Regions from separate parts of the Mus musculus genome. Here region 2 is linked to region 1. A link is a contact called in public promoter capture Hi-C data. All regions are on one chromosome and are shown on one strand. The core of a region is the stretch at or near the end of the contact, and the rest is flanking DNA. Distances in the headings are between cores, read along the strand shown. Region 1 overlaps Brpf3 (bromodomain and PHD finger containing, 3). Region 2 overlaps Stk38 (serine/threonine kinase 38).

Evidence for each region. Capture Hi-C pulls out chosen DNA fragments and counts their contacts.
Region 2: a contact with region 1 is called in a promoter capture Hi-C map of adipose tissue. The contact joins two enhancer-like sites. A contact is called at or near these places in 1 of 39 promoter capture datasets (liver), 1 of 115 datasets of contacts at active chromatin or transcription factors (embryonic stem cells) and 4 of 9 other capture datasets (adipose tissue, embryonic stem cells, liver and 1 more).

What each region holds. Positions count from the first base shown.
Region 1 is chr17:28,829,667-28,832,958 of GRCm38.p6, forward strand. Brpf3 (bromodomain and PHD finger containing, 3) reads left to right here. Exons shown (of 13, transcript NM_001081315.1): 11 at 1,648-1,745. Among named protein-coding and RNA genes, the nearest start is that of Gm35883, 7.8 kb to the left of the region's middle. Within about 2 kb of position 1,500, at least 14 of the 459 cell types and tissues checked have an H3K27ac peak or open chromatin away from gene starts, as enhancers often do. A contact at or near this core is called in adipose tissue, where this site is marked.
Region 2 is chr17:28,986,092-28,989,060 of GRCm38.p6, forward strand. It overlaps Stk38 (serine/threonine kinase 38), which reads right to left. Exons shown (of 14, transcript NM_134115.3): 5 at 2,087-2,170. Among named protein-coding and RNA genes, the nearest start is that of Stk38, 20 kb to the right of the region's middle. Within about 2 kb of position 1,545, at least 10 of the 459 cell types and tissues checked have an H3K27ac peak or open chromatin away from gene starts, as enhancers often do. A contact at or near this core is called in adipose tissue, where this site is marked.

The DNA.
Region 1 (3,292 bases), core at 250-2,749:
CTGACACACTTTGTACTTCTGGTGGTGACATTTTTTTCCCTTTTTAAATCCACATACTAAAAATGATGCCAAACAATATTAAAAAAGACTTGCACTCCCGAAGCCCACCATGGGAACACAGCTGCCCGTTCCTGGGTTGCTTCCGATTCTTTTAGTCACATTTTGACAAGTGCAGATGATACACACACTCTTTTTTTGTTGTTGTTGTTGTTTTCCAAACAGGGTTTCTCTGTATAGCCCTGGCTGTCCTGGAACTCACTTTGTAGACCAGGCTGGCCTCGAACTCAGAAATCGGCCTACCTCTGCTTCCTGAGTGCTGGGATTAAAGGTGTGCGCCACCACGCCCAACTTGATGCACACACTCTTGTGCTCACAGTTTTTGCTTGTATATTTCCTCCTTTTTGGCTCACAGTTTTTCTGTGCACTGTATTACTGGAACCTTCTATCTGACAAGCAGTGCTTTGTGGCTGACGTGACTGGACAATGGGTGACCTCCAGCCTTTAACACAAACAATATGCACACTTTTGCCTGAACTCCTATAGTAAATTTCTTATAATAAATGTCCTAAGCAGTTTACTGGAGCAGATGATGCAGACACGTATTTTAATGTTCCTGGGACATTGGATAGAATCACATTCCAAGAGAACCGGACCAGTCTGTAGTTTCTCCTCTGTGTGGCTCACGGGTTCCTGCTCAGCTGGTCTCGGTGCTGGCTTGTACTGGTTCACTGTCAGCTCACTGGCTCGAAATGGCACCTTTCCTTTTCATCCTAGTTAAGAACTATACATCTCTGCTCTCAGATTTGAGCCCTTTTCCTTAGCTGGGTGAATGGTCACTTCCTGGTCACAGTTTCAGGTGTCCGGGAAAGAATGTGGTTTTCGTGGTGCTCAGAGCATGAGTGAGGCCAAGGAGGTGCAGCCTGTCCGTCCCAGGCCGGATGGATACCCAGGGTCAGGAAATACCTGCCCGGCTGCATGGCACTGCTGGTTTGTGGTGCAGCCAGGTGCTTGGATGGCCCCTCGTGGCCTGGTCAGAGCAGTGTTCAGGTTCTATTGAGATGGCCTTCTCCGAATTTTCCCTCAAAGCTTCCATGAGAGGGACTCCCAACCTGGGGTGCAGACAGTGCTGTCTCTTCTTAAGCTGGGGCATGTCCCCTTCTCCTTAAGAGGCCCTGGAGGTGAAGCCATTATTTTTCCCCCAGGGAAGCTGTCCCAGAATCCAGAGTCAGAGGTTGGTAAACTATAGCCTGCTGTCTGTTTTTATGTGGCTCACAAACTAAAAATGGGCCTACATCTCAAATTACAAAAAAGATGGTCTTTTATAATGTGAAAGTTGTATGAAATTCAAATTTCAGTGTCAGAAACATGAGTTACTGCTGAGGAGACATGCTCATCTGCTTAGACTCTGGTTATACCCATGCTGCAGCCGCAGAGACTGTGCGGCTCCTGAAAGGGTGAAATATGTGCTATTCGGCCATTTACTTTGCTGACCCCTGACCTGGTCTTAGAGTCCCTGAGGAAAGGGTGGAGGGAGTTGTTGCCTCAATCCTGGGCTGCCCCAGTCAGATGGAAGCTGCAGGCAAGGGCTTTGGGGCACCATGCCAAGTCCCCTTTGGGCGCTGTCTCCTCCCCTCCCCCACCCCCCAGGCAGAAGCCTCCTGATGCCCTTTGAAGACCACGGAGACCTGGAGCCCCTGGAGCTGGTGTGGGCCAAGTGCCGAGGCTACCCCTCCTACCCTGCCTTGGTGAGTCTGCCCCAGACGACACCCTCCTGTTCCCTCTCCCCCTGGCGGCTCTGGCCCCTGCCTTGCCTTGGGGGAGTATCTGATTGGATGAATGTGGTGGGAGTCAGCTGCAGAGGGAGGGCCATCTTTACCCTAGCTTTTCTGGGGCACCAGCAACCCACCCCTCTCCACACACAAAAGGCTCTAGTTGTTCAGAGACACCCAGTGCTTAGGGCTTCTGTAGCATTGCTCACTTGCTTCTGAGTAGGAGGAACACTGTTAGTGAGGTTAGCACGCTGATAATGCTTAGTGGCACTATTAAACATCTGCCCTACTAAGTCCTTGAAATGCCAGCGATAGAATTGTTGATCTTGTTTTGTCGGGACGAGGCAGGGTCTGTTAGCTACTGCCAGTAAGCACTGGGGTTGGAATTTGATTTCAGGGCTCATAATATGATGGAAAGAAAGCCTTTGTTTTGAGCCACTGCATTAGGAGTCTTCCCCAGTCCTGGCCTCTCAGGACTGCAGTCGGCCCCTTTCCCCATGCATATGCCTGCGCGTACGAGGCAGAACGCCTTTAGCCTTTTCCCTACCCAGCATTCCATGAACATGCCCATCTTACATGATGAAAACCTGTCATCACGTCCTTGTTACTGATGACATCATCATGTCCTTGTTACTGATGACATCATCTGGCCCTTGTTAATGATGGCATCGTCTTTCAGTTGCTCTCATGTACCACGCTTTGACCATTTCCCAGCTCCCCGGGTAGCTTTCCTCTTTCTCTGAGGTCAGCAGCTGTGAGCGAACATCTTAGCTTTACCTTGGTGCACGATCGTGATTATTTCTCAGGCACGCCCACTAGGGGCAACATCTGTGCAGGATTCTGGCACAAGTTGCCAAGTTGCCTGGAAGTTAGTTCTGGTTTACACTCCCACTGGTAGTGGCTAATAATTCTATCTACCTCCTCGGCTTCTGTCTTTGTCTTAGTCAGGGTTTCATTGCTGTGAAGAGACACCATGACCACGGCAGCTCTTATAAAGTCAAACATTTAATTGGGCCTGGCACACAGTTTTAGAGGTTTAGTCCGTTATCATCATGGCAGGAAGCATGGCAGCATCCAGGCAGACCTGGTGCTAGAGCAGCCAAGAATCCTACATCTTGATCTGAAGGCAGCGGAAGAAGCCTGTGATTCCACACTGGGCAAAGCTTGAGCATAAGAGACCTCAAAGTCCCCTTTCATAGTGACATACTTCCTCCAAGGCCACCTACTCCAATAACACCATACCCTCTAATAGTGCCACTCCCTGTGGCCAAGCATTGAAATACACGACTCCCCAGGGGCTTTTCCTATTCAAACCACCACTGCCTGCTAAAGCTTTCCCGGGTGGGGAGGAACTGACCACAGGCTCTGCAAGATAATACCACCAACTGGAAACCTTTGGATCTTGTGAGACTCATCTGGGGAGATTTTAAAAGATGTGTAAAGTCAGCTCCACCCTGGAACACCAAAGAAGCCTTCTAGAGGCTGAGTCCAGGCATCAGGGTTTTCTCTGGTTATTTCTCAGG
Region 2 (2,969 bases), core at 295-2,794, 160 kb after region 1:
TTGTGTGTGAATGGAAGGCAAGGCACAGCTCCCAGAAAACCTCACATCGAGCACCTTCCCACTCTGAGCCCTCACCAGCCCCACTTCTAACTCTCAGAACAGCTAACAAACTGACAGGAGTTTTGAGTTTTGGCTAAAATGATAGGACATACATACTGTAAAACTTACTCATAACCCACAAATATCCTAACTAAACAACACAGACATTGTTTTCCTCAAAGAGATTAACTGGTCCTCTTTCCTGGAGCCTGAGCATGTATCCACACCATACACTGACCTCTGGGCAGCACATACATAGGGCTGTAAGGCACTCGCATATCAGTTGGTGTTTGCATAAACTACAATAATAGCTGAAGATTTGTTAAAGATCTACTTTTAACTGGAATTAAGAATCCAAGGCTTGGGCTGAATACATGGCTCAGAGGTTAAGAGCACTGGCTGCTCTTCCAGAGGTCCTGAGTTCAGTTCCCAGCAACCATGTAGTGACTCAGAGCCATCTAGAATGAGATGTGGTACCCTCTTCTGGTGTGTAAGCATACATGCAGCCAGGACATTACATACATAATAAACAAATAAATATTTGAAATAAAAATAATTCAAGGCTTAGCCGGGCATGGTATTGCATACTTTTAATCCCAACACTTAGGAGACAGAGACAGGTAGAGCTCTAAGGTCAAGGCCAGCCTGGTCTACAAAGCAAGTGTATGACAGCCAGGGCTGGTCACAATGAGGAACCCGGTCTCAAAAACAAACAAACAAACAAAAAAGAAAAGAAAAAGAGGAATTCAAGGCTTCCTAGTAAAACAGAAAAAAAAACAAAAAAGACTTAATAACTGCTATGTGAATGGTTGGTTTGCTTACATGTATAGTCTGAGTACCATGTGCATGCACTGCACAAAGAGGCCAGTAGAGGGTGTCACATTCCCTGGGACTGGAATGTGACCATTCCAGAGCCACCATATGGGTGCTAGAAATTCAACCCAGATCCTCTGGAACAGCAGCTAGTTCTTTTAACCATTCAGCTGTCTCTCCAGCCCCCAAAGCACAGGTCTGAAGAGGCACTTGAATGTGGACAGGAAATGCTCCCTGATTACAATCCTCAGTGGGCAGAGAACACTAAATGTGGGGACAGCCTCTATCCTCGCTGCTGGGCTCCAAATGAAGAGTTCTGCCTGGCACAACATCTCTGGCCTCAAACTGCAGCGTCACCCACTGCTACCTCTTCTGAGGCAACCAGCTCAACAGACCCACAGAAGGGCTGAACTCTTACTTTAAAAAAATAAAAATAAAGCTATCCTACGGAATTTGCATTAAGTATGTATGTCAGATCTAGTTTCATCGTGAGCTTCATCCTTACTGGATAATGTGGGCTGTTAACTAGGGAGGGCCCAGGGCTTTGCACATCATACACAAGCACTCTGCTGGAAGCTCCACGGCCCAAGACCGTTCCTAACCATAAAGGAGACCTTCTGCTGCTCTGCCATTTACACTGTCCACATTAATTCAGAAACTGGCGCATCAGTAAGCTTCACAGAGGACCCGTCTTTGGTTAGGTGTTCAGGTTATAGTGTATTCAGACTCGCCAGTTCTACATCCCCATCCAAGGAGTACAAAAAACTCCCATCATACCAGGCGTGAGCTCAAAGGAGGGTCTCTTGCAAGTGTAGCTGTGGTTATCGAGGACCCAAAGCTGCTTCCTCACAGCCTGGACTGTGAAACACACTATCTGTATTCACGGGTCTTACTTGTAGTTTTTTAAAAATTTTATCTATTTTAATGAGTGCTCTGCTGCATATACATCCACATGCCAGAAGGGGGCATCAGATTCCCCTTACAGATGGTTGTGAGCCACCATGTGGTGGCTGGGAATTGAGCAGGCAGAGCTCTTAACCGCTGAGCCATCTCTCCAGTCCCTTACTTATATTTTTAAATATACAAGTGCATCTTTTGAGGATAAAAAATAGGACAATATGCATAAGGGAACTAACTAGAGAGAACTGTAGTAAAATAAAGACAACTAAGCCATCAGAGTGTAATTAGGCAACAAGCCCCCAAAGCTGACTGCCGGCAGCTCCCGCTCAGTTACCTGCTCCTTCTCGAGCATGTCTGCTTTGCGCAGGATTTTCATTGCGTACACATGCCCTGTGTCTTTCTTCTGAACAAGCCGCACCTGGAAGGGTCCCAAAGATGTGGTAAGTCAAGTTCACACTGCCAAGCTAAGGATTTTCGTTTCCAGCATACTGAAGCTTCACAAATACTACTCACACAAGAAAGGCATGACCATCTGAATGTAAGCTAGTATTGCTTAAACATGCAAAAACAGACACTTTCAATGTTACAAACAAATCTACTATACAGCTGTGACAGCGATGAGAAGACTTCCACCTGTCTCCAGAGCTCAACAGCTTTGACTCCGAGTTGAACACATGTAAAAGCCTTTAGTTTCATTTTAAGGCATGGCAAATATCCAGAGTTAAACCTATGGCAAATACCCGACAGTTGACTCAGAAAGCCTAAGTAAAAATCACAACATTTAATATGAAAATTATACATCAGATCCACTTGTAATCCTAGCACTGAGGGACTGAAGCAGAGCTCTCACCAGCTTGAAGCCAGTCTGCCTATGCTGTGTGAGACCCTTTGTCAAAAAAACAGAAAAACAAAACAAAAAACCCCACAAAAATAAACCTTCTTCTTGGAAGAAATAAAGTAAAATAGAAATTAAACAGCACTTTTAAATTTTTTAAAAAAGATTTATTTATTATTATATGTAAGTACACTGTAACTGTCTTCAGACACTCCAGAAAAGGGCATCAGATCTCATTACAGATGGTTGTGAGCTACCATGTGGTTGCTGGGATTTGAACTCAGGACGTCTGGAAGAGCAGTCAGTGCTCTTAACCGCTGAGCCATCTCTCCAGCCCCACTTCTTAAGTGTTTTAATTATTTCTTTACTTTACTTACTTAGG